Linked DNA regions of Mus musculus: all the other regions are linked to region 1. The links are chromatin contacts, called in public promoter capture Hi-C maps. All regions are on one chromosome and are shown on one strand. Each heading gives the region's core, a stretch centred on a gene start, on an enhancer-like site or on the middle of the called end of the contact. The rest is flanking DNA. Distances are from core to core; before and after follow the strand shown.

Region 1 (4,319 bases), core at 1,316-3,815:
CCTATCGGCCTCAGTTTCCCGTTCTGGGGGAGGTTCTGTGTTGCCCGGATGGAAGCTGGAACCTGGATCCATCCTACCAGGCAGGCATTCTACCACTGAGCTAAAGGGAGACCTTTTCAGACAATTTGAAATCGTGGGTAGGGGGAGTTAGAGAGAGTAAGACAGGTGAACACCACAACTGTAGAAAAGGCTGAGGTGTAGGGCCTGGTGGCAGAAGACGGGCCGTTCAGTAGCTAGAAGACTAGCTACTGAAAAGGCTAAGGCAGAGAGACTGCAAGTTCAAGGCCGGCCTGCCACAAAATAATAAGTAAAAAGAGGGCTGGGGAGCATCTACGAGAAATTGAAGGGATGTGTTAAGAATACATTGTCAGAGCTGGGCGTGGTGGCGCACACCTTTAATCCCAGCACTTGGAAGGCAGAGGCAGGCAGATTTCTGAGTTCGAAGCCAGCCTGGTCTACAAAGTGAGTTCCCAGGACAGCCAGGGCTATACAGAGAAACCCTGTCTCAAAAAAAAAAAAAAAAAAAAAACATTGTCTACCTATAATTCTTAAAGAATAGATAAATTAATTTAAATTAAACCCTCAAAGAATAAAGTCATTAATTAAAAAAAAAAGAGGTAGGTGTTAGGGATACAGCTCAGAGTGGTTGCCTAGCAAACGTAAGACTCTAGGTTCAAAACTCACTATAGCAAAAAAAAAAAAAAAAAAAAAAAAAAAAAAAAAAAAAAAAGTGTGTGTGTGTGTGTGAAAGAGAGAGAGAGAGACTCAGAAGGGATGACAGGCCTATGGGACTCCTACCCTCAAATTTCCCTGAAAGGTGGACTGCAGGCTAGACCCAGAAATTTACTGACTGCCTACCTGAAAATCTGAACAACTAATCTGAGTTGGAGAATGCAGAAATAGGCCAGGCATGGTAGCAAATGCCTTGAATATCAACACCAGGGGTGATAGTGAGAAGCCCATCTCAAAAAAGAAGAAAAAAAGAAAATGCAAAACTGCCCCAACCCAGGAATAATTTTTGGCAAGAAAATATAGACATCCAGACAAAGATAGAGACATGGAAGTGAAGGGGATTATTGCCCAGGAAAAGACAGGCAAGACCCACAGGTGCTGGAGGGCAGGGCCATCATGGGATCCCCAGCAACAGCCAAGTGCACGGGCTGATGGTATGGTGTAGACTGGGAAGTCAGCTTCCAGGATACAAGCACAGAGAGAGACAGGAGAGGTGGACTGGTGGTGGAAGGGGGCCTCTGTCCCCTTGTCCTTCTAACCTTGGTAGATGTCCTGGAGAGAACCAGCTCCACAGAATTCCATGCAGATCCACAGCTTCTGCAGCCTATAGGGCGTCAAGAGAGCAGGGATTACAATGGTAGTGAGACCTCCCGGGGCTATCTCACTCCCCCGCCCACCACACAGTGTCCTGTTCCCATGACAGCAGAGGCTGAGGATAGCCAGGAAGTGTGTATTCCAGAGCAATTTTTAGGTCTTTGGGTTCCAACCCAAGAGCACCCCACTGCCACCCCAAGGTAATTTAGGGGACAGGGCAGAGAACCCATGGCGAAGCAGACAAGACAAAGAATCCCGGGTTTGAGGAAAAGATGCCATTATTGAGGCAGCTGAGATATTATCTTGGGAGCCAAGAAATTTGAGAGCTCAAATTAAAGAAGCAGAATAAAAATGGGTGATGCAGGGAGCAGACTAGTGAGAGATTTGATTACAACAACGAGGAGGGTTCTAGATTAGCCCTTAAAAATTAGCAGGCACTCAGTAAGAAAGGCAGAATTTCAGATTGGGAATCAGACTGGGATGCCCCAATTAAAAGTGAAAGTCCTCAGGTTGGAAGTCAAGTTAGGGTATCTGGGTCACAAATGGTAGTTTAGGAGTGGAGACCTGGTCAGAGTTAAGGGGCTGGGGTTGGGGGATGGGCTAAGACATCACCAGAGGTAACTGCCATGGTAAGCCACGATGTTGGCGTGCCGGCAAGTTTTCAGCATGAGAATCTCCTTCTGAAGGGTGGCGACGTCATCATCTGTGGGGAGGGGCCGGAGAGCGAAGGTGGGCTACAAGCGGGGGCTTACAGAAATGTCCCTGTATCCCAGGAAGGAAAGGGCGGGGATGGGGAAGAAGTTTCTGGGGGTGCTCTCACCAGGCTCCATCTTCACCATCTTCAAAGCCACCAGGTCCTTAGACACCTTGTCGCGAGCCTTGTAAAGGGGAAGTTGGTCATCAGGCAGACTCCATAGCTTGCCATCCTCAGCATCTCTGAACCAAGGCCAAGGCCTGGCATTCTCTTACACTCCTGCTTGCCAGCCTCTCCCCAACTATCCCAGGGTTGTGGTGGAGGAGACAGAAGGGCTTTCTCACCTTGAATACTTCTCCATAAGTTCCACCACCCAGTCGTTGCAGTAGATCATAGTGTTCTCGAGGGTCCTTATTAAAAATGTCGGGGTCCACAAGGGCCATTCCTGGAGGCCGGGGCTGGGCCAGTGCCCAGGGGGCCAACAGGGCCTCAGGGTTCAAGCTTTGGTATTACCTTCTGTCTCCACACAAGTCCTGGGCCCGCCTTGACTCTGTGGGCTGTGGCCTTCCCCCTCCCCACTCTCGCTTCCTGCCCCAGCTGCAGGGCTGTGCAGAGGGCTGCACAGAGGGCTCCACCCCCGTCCCCTGGGTTCTGAGAGTTTGATCGCCTTGGGACCCATGGGACTCCCCTTTACCCACTGAAGGACACTATGTAAATAAGATGCAAAAGTTCTTAAATGCAACCTGGGGCTGACCTAGCACCCTCTCCCCAACACTCTATTTTGGGAGGAGTCATAGGTTACGGTTGAACCTCTGCTGGGTTCTTGAAGATCTGGAATCAAGCCAGAGGTTGCAGGTCTGCACAAAGCTGGCTAGGTTTCACAGAAGACCTGTTTACTCGTGACACATGCATGTGACTTAAGTGACAGCTGAGCTCAGGGCACCTGCCCGCATGGCACATGTCTGTGCAACGCTTCAAACGTGTAGGGAATCTGTGGCAGACGTGGAACACTTGTTAGTAGCCCCTACGCAGAGCCGATGGAGACTACAGGTGTCTTTTGCCTTCCCGGCCTCCTAACAGCACTGTAGCAGTACGGAACCGAGTGGGGACCAGCGAGGAAGTGAAGATACATACAAGATGCTGTCTCAGGCACCCAAGTCGGAGACAAGAAGGGCTTCAGAGAGCATCTCCCACCCGACTAAACTCAAAGAAAAGGAAACAGCAACCCTTCACGGGGCTAAACGCTTAAGGCTACGCATGCGTAGAGAAAATAAAGTCTCCTTTCCCCGTACAACTCCAGCGCACGCGCGTCAGAAGCTTAAGTACTAAGTTTGCGCGGCCCGGGAAAAGCTTAGCCCGCCTCCTGGCGCCTGCGTAGTAAGGCAGACTAAACCTTTTCTCACGCTATTGGTCTCTTTTAAGTGAGCTCATTGCGCATGCGCAAGTTACAACTGCTGGAAGGAAATCACGTGGTAGACAAAAAAAAAAAAAAAAAAAAACAACCGGCGCTGGTGCTGAAAGCGCCTTTCCCTTTGCCTTCCTTGTAGGAGCTGGAGGGAGGGTGTGACGCAGGTTCCGCTTCCTACACCTCTCTTCCGGTCCTCTAGTGCTAAGCACCGTGCCTGGTGTTCGACTCCAGCTGAGGCTGCCGAAGGCAACAGTGATCATGGCGATGTTTGAGCAGATGAGAGCGAACGTGGGCAAGTTGCTCAAGGGTATCGACAGGTCTGAATTCCGCTGAAGGGCGCTCTCTGGCCAAGCGGGGTGGAGAAGACGGGGAGCCAGCCAGGGGTGGCCAGGGCTCCACGCTCCTCCAGAGATGGAGTTTCTCCAAGTTTCTCTCCGTCCCTCAACTTTACCTTTTCTGCTGCCACAGACTCCCGGTGTCTTTTAGTCTCTTCCTTCTCTGTCCTTGTGGACCATCCTACATAGTGTTTTCTGATGTCTATTTGGCCAGTGGGGACCGGAGGTGATGGAAACGGGAACCGGTCCTGCGTTCCTGGACTTAGGTTCCCATTCCATCCTGGCGACAACCCCATTCAGCAGATAGTGACAATAAGGAGCGATCAGGGCCTGGTCAGGTCAAGCCACGTATTGAGATAGGCAGGAGAGGATGGAACTGGGTCAGAACGGGATCGAAGAGAAGGTGTTCAGGAAAACATACGGGCTGCAGAGACTGACTGAGGTTGGAGGCATCCTAGACATGACCAGGGGCTCAAGTAGGGCTAGCTAGAGGCCCATGTTAGGAAAAACATTTACTGGATGTTGTACAGTTAATTGATCAGCTATCTGGGTAGTT
Region 2 (4,319 bases), core at 495-2,994, 1.6 Mb before region 1:
ACCAACACCCTCCTTTACCCTCTCCTGCTCGCTCTCGGCCCTATTCTTGCTCTGTGTGTGGAAAGAGGTTTTCACTCAAGCATCAGATGGAGACACATTACCGAGTCCACACAGGTATGGGCATCCTGCCCAGTGTGAATTTATCTTTTTCGTTTCCATCGCCGGCCTGCCAGCTCCTCCCTTGCCCTATTGCTCGACGCACCCCTAGCTTGGAGAGCCTTCGCCCATTTCTTCCTTCTCTGGCTTTCTCCTCCACCTGTAGGAGAGAAGCCCTTCTCCTGTAGCCTCTGTCCTCAGCGCTCCCGGGATTTCTCTGCCATGACCAAGCACCTGAGGACACATGGGGCTGCTCCCTATCGATGCCCTCTGTGCAGGGCTGGCTGCCCTAGCCTGGCCTCCATGCAGGCGCACATGCGTGGCCACTCGCCCAGCCGGCTGCCGCCTGGATGGACCATACGCTCCACCTTCCTCTACTCTTCCTCGAGGCCGACCCGGGCCTCCAGCTCTCCCGGTAGTCCTACCTCCTCTGCTGCCACCTGACCGGGTGTTGGTAGCTTCTCTGGCTTGACAAAGAGTCCAAAGAATGAAAGGCAGAAGGGCTCAGCTAGGGCGGCCTGGCAAATTTAACCACAGAAGAACTGCGAGACAGGAGCTACGAACCCTTCCGGGACAAGCGAGTTGCAGAAGCCTCGGCCTGGCGAGCCCGAGTTAAAGGACAATTAACTCGGTGAAGATTAACTGGGGACTGTCAATTTCATCACTATAATAAAGTTTCCTGTGCTCCAGTCAGGACGAGTCCAGACTTTTCCTCTGTGCTAGGGGGTTTCCACCCTTGCCCTGTAGCGGCCCCTGCTGGCCATTCACCATTCAATAAACAGAGGGTCACACTTCTCCTTCCGGGGGGCTTCGTATAATTCCCGAGGGCAGCACGCGGCAAAGGCGCTCCAGACCCTGCGGGAGAGGAAAGGTGGCTTTGAGGCGCCCCAAGACTCTGGTTCCTCCCACAGCAATCTACCGCGCGCGTAGTCTAGGGCTGGAGAGGAGCGCAGACTGAGGTCCGGATTTCGACCACCGGTCTGCTCTCCTCCGAGTAAGGGACGGAAGACTAGCCTCTCCAGCATCTCCCCTCCGCGCCGGGCAATGCGGCTACCGGGTTGCGCCTGGAAGTGAGACTAATCCAGCGCCGCCGCCCTCCCCTCAGCCAACGCCTAGCGCAATAGCTAACTTCGTCTACTGTGTGTCCGTCGGGTTCCCAGGGTCCGAAGCCAACGGTACCCTGGGAAGGACCCTGGGAATGGTAGTCCATGCAGGTCGCTAGTTCCGACTAGAACAATGGGAGGAGTCTGAGCCGGGAACCACACCTCCTGGAGACCAGGAACTGGTTCTCCTGGTCTCTGTCGCCAACCCGGTATTCCCAGTTCTCGCGCCCCAGCTGTCGGCGGAAGGAGCAAGGCGACTGGACTACATTCCCCAGAAGACCTTGCGCCTCCCGCTCTCAGGCCGCGACGCGGGGTCCGCTCTTCAGGTGCGGCTGGAGGGTGACGGCCGACCGGCCCAGGACTCCTGCTCCCGTGGTGCCCCGCGCGTGGCCAGCCCAGCCCCCGGCTCCTGCCCGCCCCACAGCGGCGCTGGTTGTTGTCGTGAGCCGCAGCCGCCCCGCTTTGCCCCTCCTCCCCTCCTCTCCCCTCCCCCCCGGCCCTGCGCACGGGCTGCCCCTCCCCCCGCCTCCCCGGCCCCTCTCACGGTGCCAAGATGGCGGCGGCGGCGGGCGGCGGCAGTTGCCCCGGGCCTGGCTCCGCACGGGGCCGCTTCCCGGGCCGGCCGCGGGGTTCCGGCGGGGGCGGGGGCCGCGGCGGCCGAGGCAACGGAGCCGAAAGAGTGCGGGTAGCCCTGCGGCGCGGTGGCGGCGCGGCGGGGCCGGGAGGAGCCGAGCCCGGGGAGGACACGGCCCTGCTCCGTTTGCTGGGTCTTCGCCGGGGCCTGCGCCGGCTCCGCCGCCTGTGGGCTGGTGCGCGAGTTCAGCGAGGCCGAGGCCGCGGCCGGGGACGGGGCTGGGGCCCGAACCGAGGCTGCATGCCGGAGGAAGAGAGCAGTGACGGGGAATCCGAGGAGGAGGTGAGGCGGTCGGAGGTGTCTCTAGCGCCGGGTAGGGCGGAGGCCAGGGGCTTGCAGGGCTCCGGATAGCTCCGAAGGGTGTTGTGGACAAGTGGGATTCTCGGGGCTCCTGGAAAGAAGCACGAAGGAAGCAGGCTGCGTGGAGCGTTTGGGTAGCTAGGGCCTTTGAAAGTGATCAGAGAAACCCTGACTGCAGCTAGACGCCTGGAGCCCAATTGGTGTCCTGAGCTGATCTTTCGCGGTAGCAATGGCAGAGCAGGACAGGAGTGGGTGAAGAGGCCATAGGGATTGCATGCCGGACCAGCGGTGGTTGACAGCAGCAGCGTGGCCTTAATTGACCAAGGCTAGAGAGCCTCCTGGGCTCTTACTTGCAGGCTGCCTCCTTGGCCCTTAAAATCCGCGACATATCCCTGCCCTGGTTCCACCAGGGCCCCAGTTGCTCTCTGGTTCTAAGGTAGAGTGGTGGAGGCTTCTTAGGCGCGGGTTGAAGAGGGATAGAATGAATGCTGAGTCTTGAATCTGGAGTGAGTGCAGTCATGGTTTATCCCTCTCAGCCTTTTGGAGAAGGCAGGAGGGTGTGGATTCTATTGCTTAGGAGAGCTAGCTGTCCTCTGAGGGCTCAGAGTGGATTCTAATATGATAAACCATCTGCTCCACCTCTCATCTCCCCCAAACACTCCCCATTTTTAAGAATGCCCTGCAAGGGTGTAAATGGAGGACCTACTTTGTTTTAAGTTGGAATTAGCCCTCATTGTAATGCCTATTGCTTAACTCGAGGAGACCCTCTAGTGTTTTCTTCTGGGCTAGTGAATTACTGATGGCTGTGCTGGAATGGTCTGGTTCAAGAACGCCTTGTACCTTTATTCCTTCTGACCTTGCCTCAGTCTTTTAAGTTCTTTGGTAAATGAGGAGGAGTATGTTAAGGTGGACGATAACTATCATATCTGCAACACCTGAAGCCCAGATGGAACCAGGGCTTTGGTACTGACTGCTGTTTCTCCCCTTCACCCTTGGTCCCCTAAATCAGGAGTTTCAGGGTTTTCATTCAGATGAAGATGTGGCCCCCAGTTCCCTGCGCTCTGCGCTTCGGTCCCAGCGAGGTGAGTGATGGGGAAACTCTACCTCTCTAGTGTTGCGGGAAGGTTCTTGCCCTTTGTGTTCAGCTAGTCTCTACCAGTTACTGAGTGTCCTGTGTTCAGTCCAAGGTAGCCTGGGCTGTGGGGAAAAACAGACAAGTAAGACTTAGTATCCTGTCTTTCTGGGGTGCTTTTCTTAAGACTGAAGGGCCAGTTTGACCCATCTCCCCACAACTGTTCTCCTTTTAGGTCGAGCCCCTCGGGGTCGGGGCCGCAAGCATAAGACGACCCCCCTTCCTCCTCGCCTAGCAGATGTGACTCCTGTCCCCCCAAAGGCCCCTACTCGGAAACGGGGTGAGGAGGGCACAGAACGGATGGTGCAGGCACTGACTGAACTTCTCCGGCGGTCCCAAGCACCCCAACCCCCCCGGAGCCGGGCACGGGCACGTGAACCCTCTACTCCCCGACGGTCTCGGGGAAGGCCCCCAGGACGGCCAGCCGGTCCCTGCCGGAAAAAGCAGCAAGCAGTAGTGTTAGCAGAAGCGGCTGTGACAATCCCTAAACCCGAGCCTCCGCCCCCTGTGGTTCCAGTAAAGAACAAAGCTGGCAGTTGGAAATGCAAGGAGGGACCTGGTCCAGGACCTGGAACCCCCAAACGTGGAGGACAGCCTGGGAGAGGAGGCCGTGGAGGCAGGGGCAGAGGCCGAGGCGGACTTCCCCTTATGATCAAGTTTGTTTCCAAGGCCAAGAAAGTGAAGATGGGACAATTGTCCCAGGAACTAGAATCAGGTCAGGGTCATGGTCAACGTGGGGAAAGCTGGCAGGATGCCCCCCAAAGAAAAGATGGAGATGAACCAGAAAGGGGCTCGTGTAGAAAGAAACAGGAGCAGAAACTGGAGGAGGAGGAGGAGGAGGAGGAGAAGGAGGGAGAAGAGAAGGAAGAAAAAGATGACAATGAGGATAACAACAAGCAAGAGGAAGAGGAGGAGACTGAGAGAGCTGTGGCTGAGGAAGAAGCGATGCTAGCCAAGGAGAAGGAAGAGGCAAAGCTTCCGTCACCACCCTTGACTCCTCCAGTCCCTTCACCACCTCCTCCTCTACCACCCCCTTCAACATCTCCTCCACCTC
Region 3 (4,319 bases), core at 1,232-3,731, 1.2 Mb before region 1:
GTCCATGTTTGTCCATTTTGGACATTCTGTCTGCAGTTGAAGCAGGGCAGTTTTTGCCCGGTGGCAGCTTGCCACCTTTGAATCAGACTTCAAAGGAGATTTTTCAATGCTCATCATTTGCTTTGAAGTAAAAATGGGGGTGCTGTGAGGAGCAGACCTGACTCGTTTTCCAAAAAAGGCTTAAATTGATAAAAGGCATATTTTAAAGATTTATTTACTTATGTGAGTACACTGTAGCTGTCTTCAGACACTCCAGAAGAAGGCATCAGATCCCATTACAGATGGTTGTGAGCCACCATGTGGTTGCTGGGAATTGAACTCAGGCTTCTGGAAGAAGTCAGTGCTCTTAACCACTGAGCCATCTCTCTAGCCCTGATATAAAAGCATCTTTAACGTTATATTCTATAAGTGTCTTAGGTTTTTTGAGACTATCTACTTATCTAGTACGTCTGAATAAGCAAGCTTTCTTTTTTAGCTATTTACTATCTGTTTAGCTGAAAAAGCATATTTTGTGATAGACTAGTACCTAACATGATCAGGAGCTGTCCTGGAAGTCACTTTGTAGACCAGGCTGGCCTCAAACTCAGAAATCTGCCTGCCTCTGCCTCCCAAGTGCTGGGATTAAAGGCGTGTGCCACCACCAGCTTAATTTGCATTCTTAATTTCCCTGAATACTTTATAATAATAGCTTTAAAAGGGACTAGAACTTTCCATTACATTATTAAGAACCATCTATGTACAATACCTCAAGTAAGAGTTGAACGCATATATACAGAGTGTGTTATAACAAACATAACCTTAACATGTATCAATATACAAAAATCTGTACCAATGTAAGATTATTGGCTATAAAATTTTGACATGAATAGATTCAGGCTGGAGAGATGGCTCAGCAGTTAAGAGCACTGGCTGCTCTTCCAGAGCTCCTGAGTTCAAATCCCAGCAACCACATGGTGACTTACAACCATCTGTAATGGGATCCGATGCCCTCTTCTGTGTGTCTGAAGACAGCTACAGTGTACTCATGTACATAAAATTAAAAAAAAAAGAATAGATTCAGTAATCTACCCATATCTCTATTATTCATACAATATCCCTATACTCCCCCTTTTTCTTCCTATAAAAGAAAAAAAGGATAGAGGAAAGGAAAGAGTGTAACCCCTGAGTGTAACCCCCGATCAAGACCATTGTAACTAACCCCTTTACAATAAATAACAAGCATCCTTCAGCCAAGAGAACCCCCGAAACCTACCCACCCAACCTCCAACAAGATCTGGTGGCACCAGCCTGCCCTCATTCCTCTCTCTTACTAAAGTAAAGGAGCGCTTGGAATATTGCTTAGTTGTAAGAGTATTCGCCTAACATGTGGTTCCATCCCAAGCAGAGAAAAATAAGTAAATAAAGTATCCACTGGAGCAGATACGTACCATTGTATAGCCTGGCCGAGAACATTGTGTCCTAGGGTGTGTGATGCCTGCGCAGCCCGTGTGTTCTGCGGACTGTGAGTCACGGGGGCATGGACCTGCCCGTTAAATAATAATCCTCGTTAGCTCTGTGAAGGGATTCTTGGTAGAACGACTCTTTGGAAAGTGGTGTAATTGTTGTAATTGCTTAATTATAACTTCTGAAGGAGGAGGAGGAAGCAGTAACATTGAGAGCAGCTACAGTAAGTTACAGGAACGGAGGAAAGTGCCGGGGAGCTTGGGCACACAGCTGGTGTTAACCACAAAGTAGATGGGCTCACTGTGATAGGACACTCAACCCGTGGAAACTCACCAACCCCAAACACAGTCAGGAGACACCGCATGCAGAAACTGCCCGCAGATTTGCACATACTGAGTGCCATCAAACATTACAAGAAATACATCCATAGAACATGCTGCCGCTCCCACCCCAGCCCGCTGCCTGCTGCCCACTGCCCGCTGCCCTCAACCCAACAAGCGAGAGGATTGCCCCAACTTTCCCACCAGCTTATTTGTCAGCTTTCTATTGTGACAAATACCTGAGTTAATTTTTTCCTTTGTGTGTGTTGGTGTGTGTTCATGTATGTTGGCATATTTGCATGTGTGAACACGCATGGGTATGTGTGTATCTGTGTATATAGGCATGCTTGTGGAGATCTGAAGTTAACGTTAGGAATTGCTCTGTTACTTCCCCACCCCCACCCCACCCCCACCCCAGCTCCGTCATGCAGGCAGGCGTCTCAATCAAATCCAGAGCTCACTGATCTGCCTAGTGTTGCTGGGAAGCTTGCCCTGGAGACCTCTCTCCTTCCTGATGTTCAGTGGGCATGCAAATTCCACTCGGCAAGCACTTTAACCCTCAGCCCTACCTGAGACACGCACAGAGGGAAGGAGGCTGGGCGCAGCTCAGTGAGGCAGAGCTGCTGAGCGGTCATGAGGTCCTAGACCTGACACATCACAAGTAGGGCAGAAGTGGAAAGGCTCACGGTCGCAGGGATTTCCACCTGTGATTATGTGACCTTCTTACTCTTACTATCTCAGCCTGTGGTGATACAATACCGCACCAAAGGGCCTGTGGCAACGCTGCACCTCTCACAGTAGCCCGGGAAGCCGAGAAACAGGCTAGGATCCTATCATCCCCTGCAAGCATGCACCATCACACCCTCTTGTCCTTCATCTAGTTTCCAGTTAGAGGTTCCACTGTGTCTTAGTCAGGGTTTCGATTCCTGCACCAAGAAGCAAGTTGGGGAGGAAAGGGTTTATTCAGTTTACACTTCCATGTTGCTGTTGATCACCAAAGGAAGTCAGGACTGGAACTCAAGCAGGTCAGGAAGCAGGAGCTGATGCAGAAGCCACGGAGGGATGTTCTTTACTGGCTTGCTTCCCCTGGCTTGCTCAGCCTGCTCTCTTATAGAACCAAGACTACCAGCCCAGGGATGGCACCACCCACAAGGGGCCTTTCCCCCTTGATCACTAATTGAGAAAATGCCTTACAGTTGGATCTCATGGAGGCATTTCCTCAACTGAAGCTCCTTTCTCTGTGATAACTCCAGCCTGTGTCAAGTTAACACACAAAACCAGCCAGTACACACCGTCTGTCATAACAACACAGACAAACTGTGAGCCTTTGGGGGGACACTTAGGGTCCAGACTGTAACACATGCCAACCTCCATTCAGCAAGAGAACTCATCTGGGAGCACCGAGGGCCTGACCGACCTCAGAGTGCACGTGCATACGATGAAGAAGAGGACCACGTTTTGCCCATTGGTGCACTGACCACTCAAAATCACAGTATGGGCTCCAGGTAAGTCACAGCCACTGCACACAAGATCTACCAAACATCAGCACAAACTTTCCAGGACTTTCAAAAGCCTCCCATTAGAGCTGTGGAGATGGTTCAGTGGTTAAGAGATTAAGCGCACTGACTATACTTCTGAAGGACATAGGTTCGATTCCCAGTGCACACACACACATTTGTAACTCCAGTTCCTAGGGCTCTAGCACCCTCTTCTAGTATCGGTGGGTGTTACCTGCATGAGCTTGCTACACAGACATAAATGAAGCAAAACTATTAACATACATTAATCTCAAAAAAAAAGAAAAAAATCTAAAGATGAATAAAAATAAACAAAGGCTCCCAGTTATCAAGTGGTAAACTGACAATGGAAAAGATACTTCGTGCGTGAGAACGGCACTGCTGGGGGTGCAATGCAGGCCCTCACGTACATGAAGCTCACCGTCACCCACTGAGCCACCGCCCTATCCTCTCATGATGGATTCTGGTCATGCAGTCACCACAGCGCCACACTCCCAGCATCAGACTGGCGATCCTCTTATTTATGTGTTTACTTAGCTTTATTTGTTTGTTGTTTGTTTTGACAACGCTGAGTATTGAACCCAGGACCTTGAGCATTCAAGGCAAACATCCTACCACTGAGACAAAACTTTAGACCTTCTTGGGTTTTTTGTTGAAAATTTTAAAAAGTGTTTTCATTATTTTTATTGGTGTGTTTGTGTGTGTTTCTGTATGCAAGTGTATGCACATGAGTGCAGGCCCTCTTGAAGGCTACAAATATCCAATCCCCTGTCCCTAGGCTATAGGCAGTGGTTAGCTGCCCATTGTGCACACTGGCAACCAAACCCATCAGTGCTCTTGGCTGCTGAGACATCTCTCCAGCTCCTACTTTTGTTTGTTTGGTTTTTTCGTTGTTGTTGTTTTTAAGACAGGGTTACTCCATGTAGTCCAGGCTGTCCTGGAACTCACTCTGTGGGCCAGGCTGGCCTCACACTCTGAGCTCCACCTGTCTCTGCCTCCTTTGTGTATGTGCCACTACCGTCTGGCTCTACTCCTACTT

What was found. Promoter capture Hi-C pulls out the DNA fragments that hold promoters and counts their contacts.
Region 2: a promoter capture Hi-C map of cranial neural crest shows a contact between it and region 1. The contact joins the promoter of Kmt2b here to the promoter of Map4k1 in region 1. A contact is called at or near these places in 2 of 39 promoter capture datasets (the C10 cell line and cranial neural crest).
Region 3: a promoter capture Hi-C map of liver shows a contact between it and region 1, with 3 times the contacts expected there. The contact joins the enhancer-like site here to the promoter of Map4k1 in region 1. A contact is called at or near these places in 5 of 39 promoter capture datasets (the C10 cell line, hippocampal neurons, liver and 1 more), 2 of 115 datasets of contacts at active chromatin or transcription factors (large pre-B cells and pancreatic cancer cells) and 1 of 9 other capture datasets (liver).

What each region holds. Positions count from the first base shown.
Region 1 is chr7:28,981,100-28,985,418 of GRCm38.p6, reverse strand. Map4k1 (mitogen-activated protein kinase kinase kinase kinase 1) reads right to left here and starts at 2,565. Exons shown (of 32, transcript NM_008279.2): 1 at 2,365-2,565; 2 at 2,147-2,204; 3 at 1,939-2,029; 4 at 1,272-1,336. The coding sequence starts at 2,463. It overlaps Eif3k (eukaryotic translation initiation factor 3, subunit K), which reads left to right and starts at 3,531. Exons shown (of 8, transcript NM_028659.3): 1 at 3,531-3,745. The coding sequence starts at 3,687.
Region 2 is chr7:30,586,151-30,590,469 of GRCm38.p6, reverse strand. It overlaps Kmt2b (lysine (K)-specific methyltransferase 2B), which reads left to right and starts at 1,744. Exons shown (of 37, transcript NM_029274.2): 1 at 1,744-2,115; 2 at 3,143-3,215; 3 at 3,441-4,319. The coding sequence starts at 1,753. Zbtb32 (zinc finger and BTB domain containing 32) reads left to right here. Exons shown (of 6, transcript NM_021397.2): 5 at 1-114; 6 at 263-789. The coding sequence ends at 540. It overlaps Gm32082 (a long non-coding RNA gene), which reads right to left and starts at 1,691. Exons shown (of 3, transcript XR_003946734.1): 1 at 1,151-1,691; 2 at 865-951; 3 at 111-256. Mir3569 (microRNA 3569) reads right to left here and starts at 1,090; the gene lies at 1,033-1,090.
Region 3 is chr7:30,217,378-30,221,696 of GRCm38.p6, reverse strand. No RefSeq gene overlaps it. Among named protein-coding and RNA genes, the nearest start is that of Polr2i, 13 kb to the left of the region's middle. Within about 2 kb of position 2,481, at least 185 of the 459 cell types and tissues checked have an H3K27ac peak or open chromatin away from gene starts, as enhancers often do. A contact at or near this core is called in hippocampal neurons and liver, where this site is marked.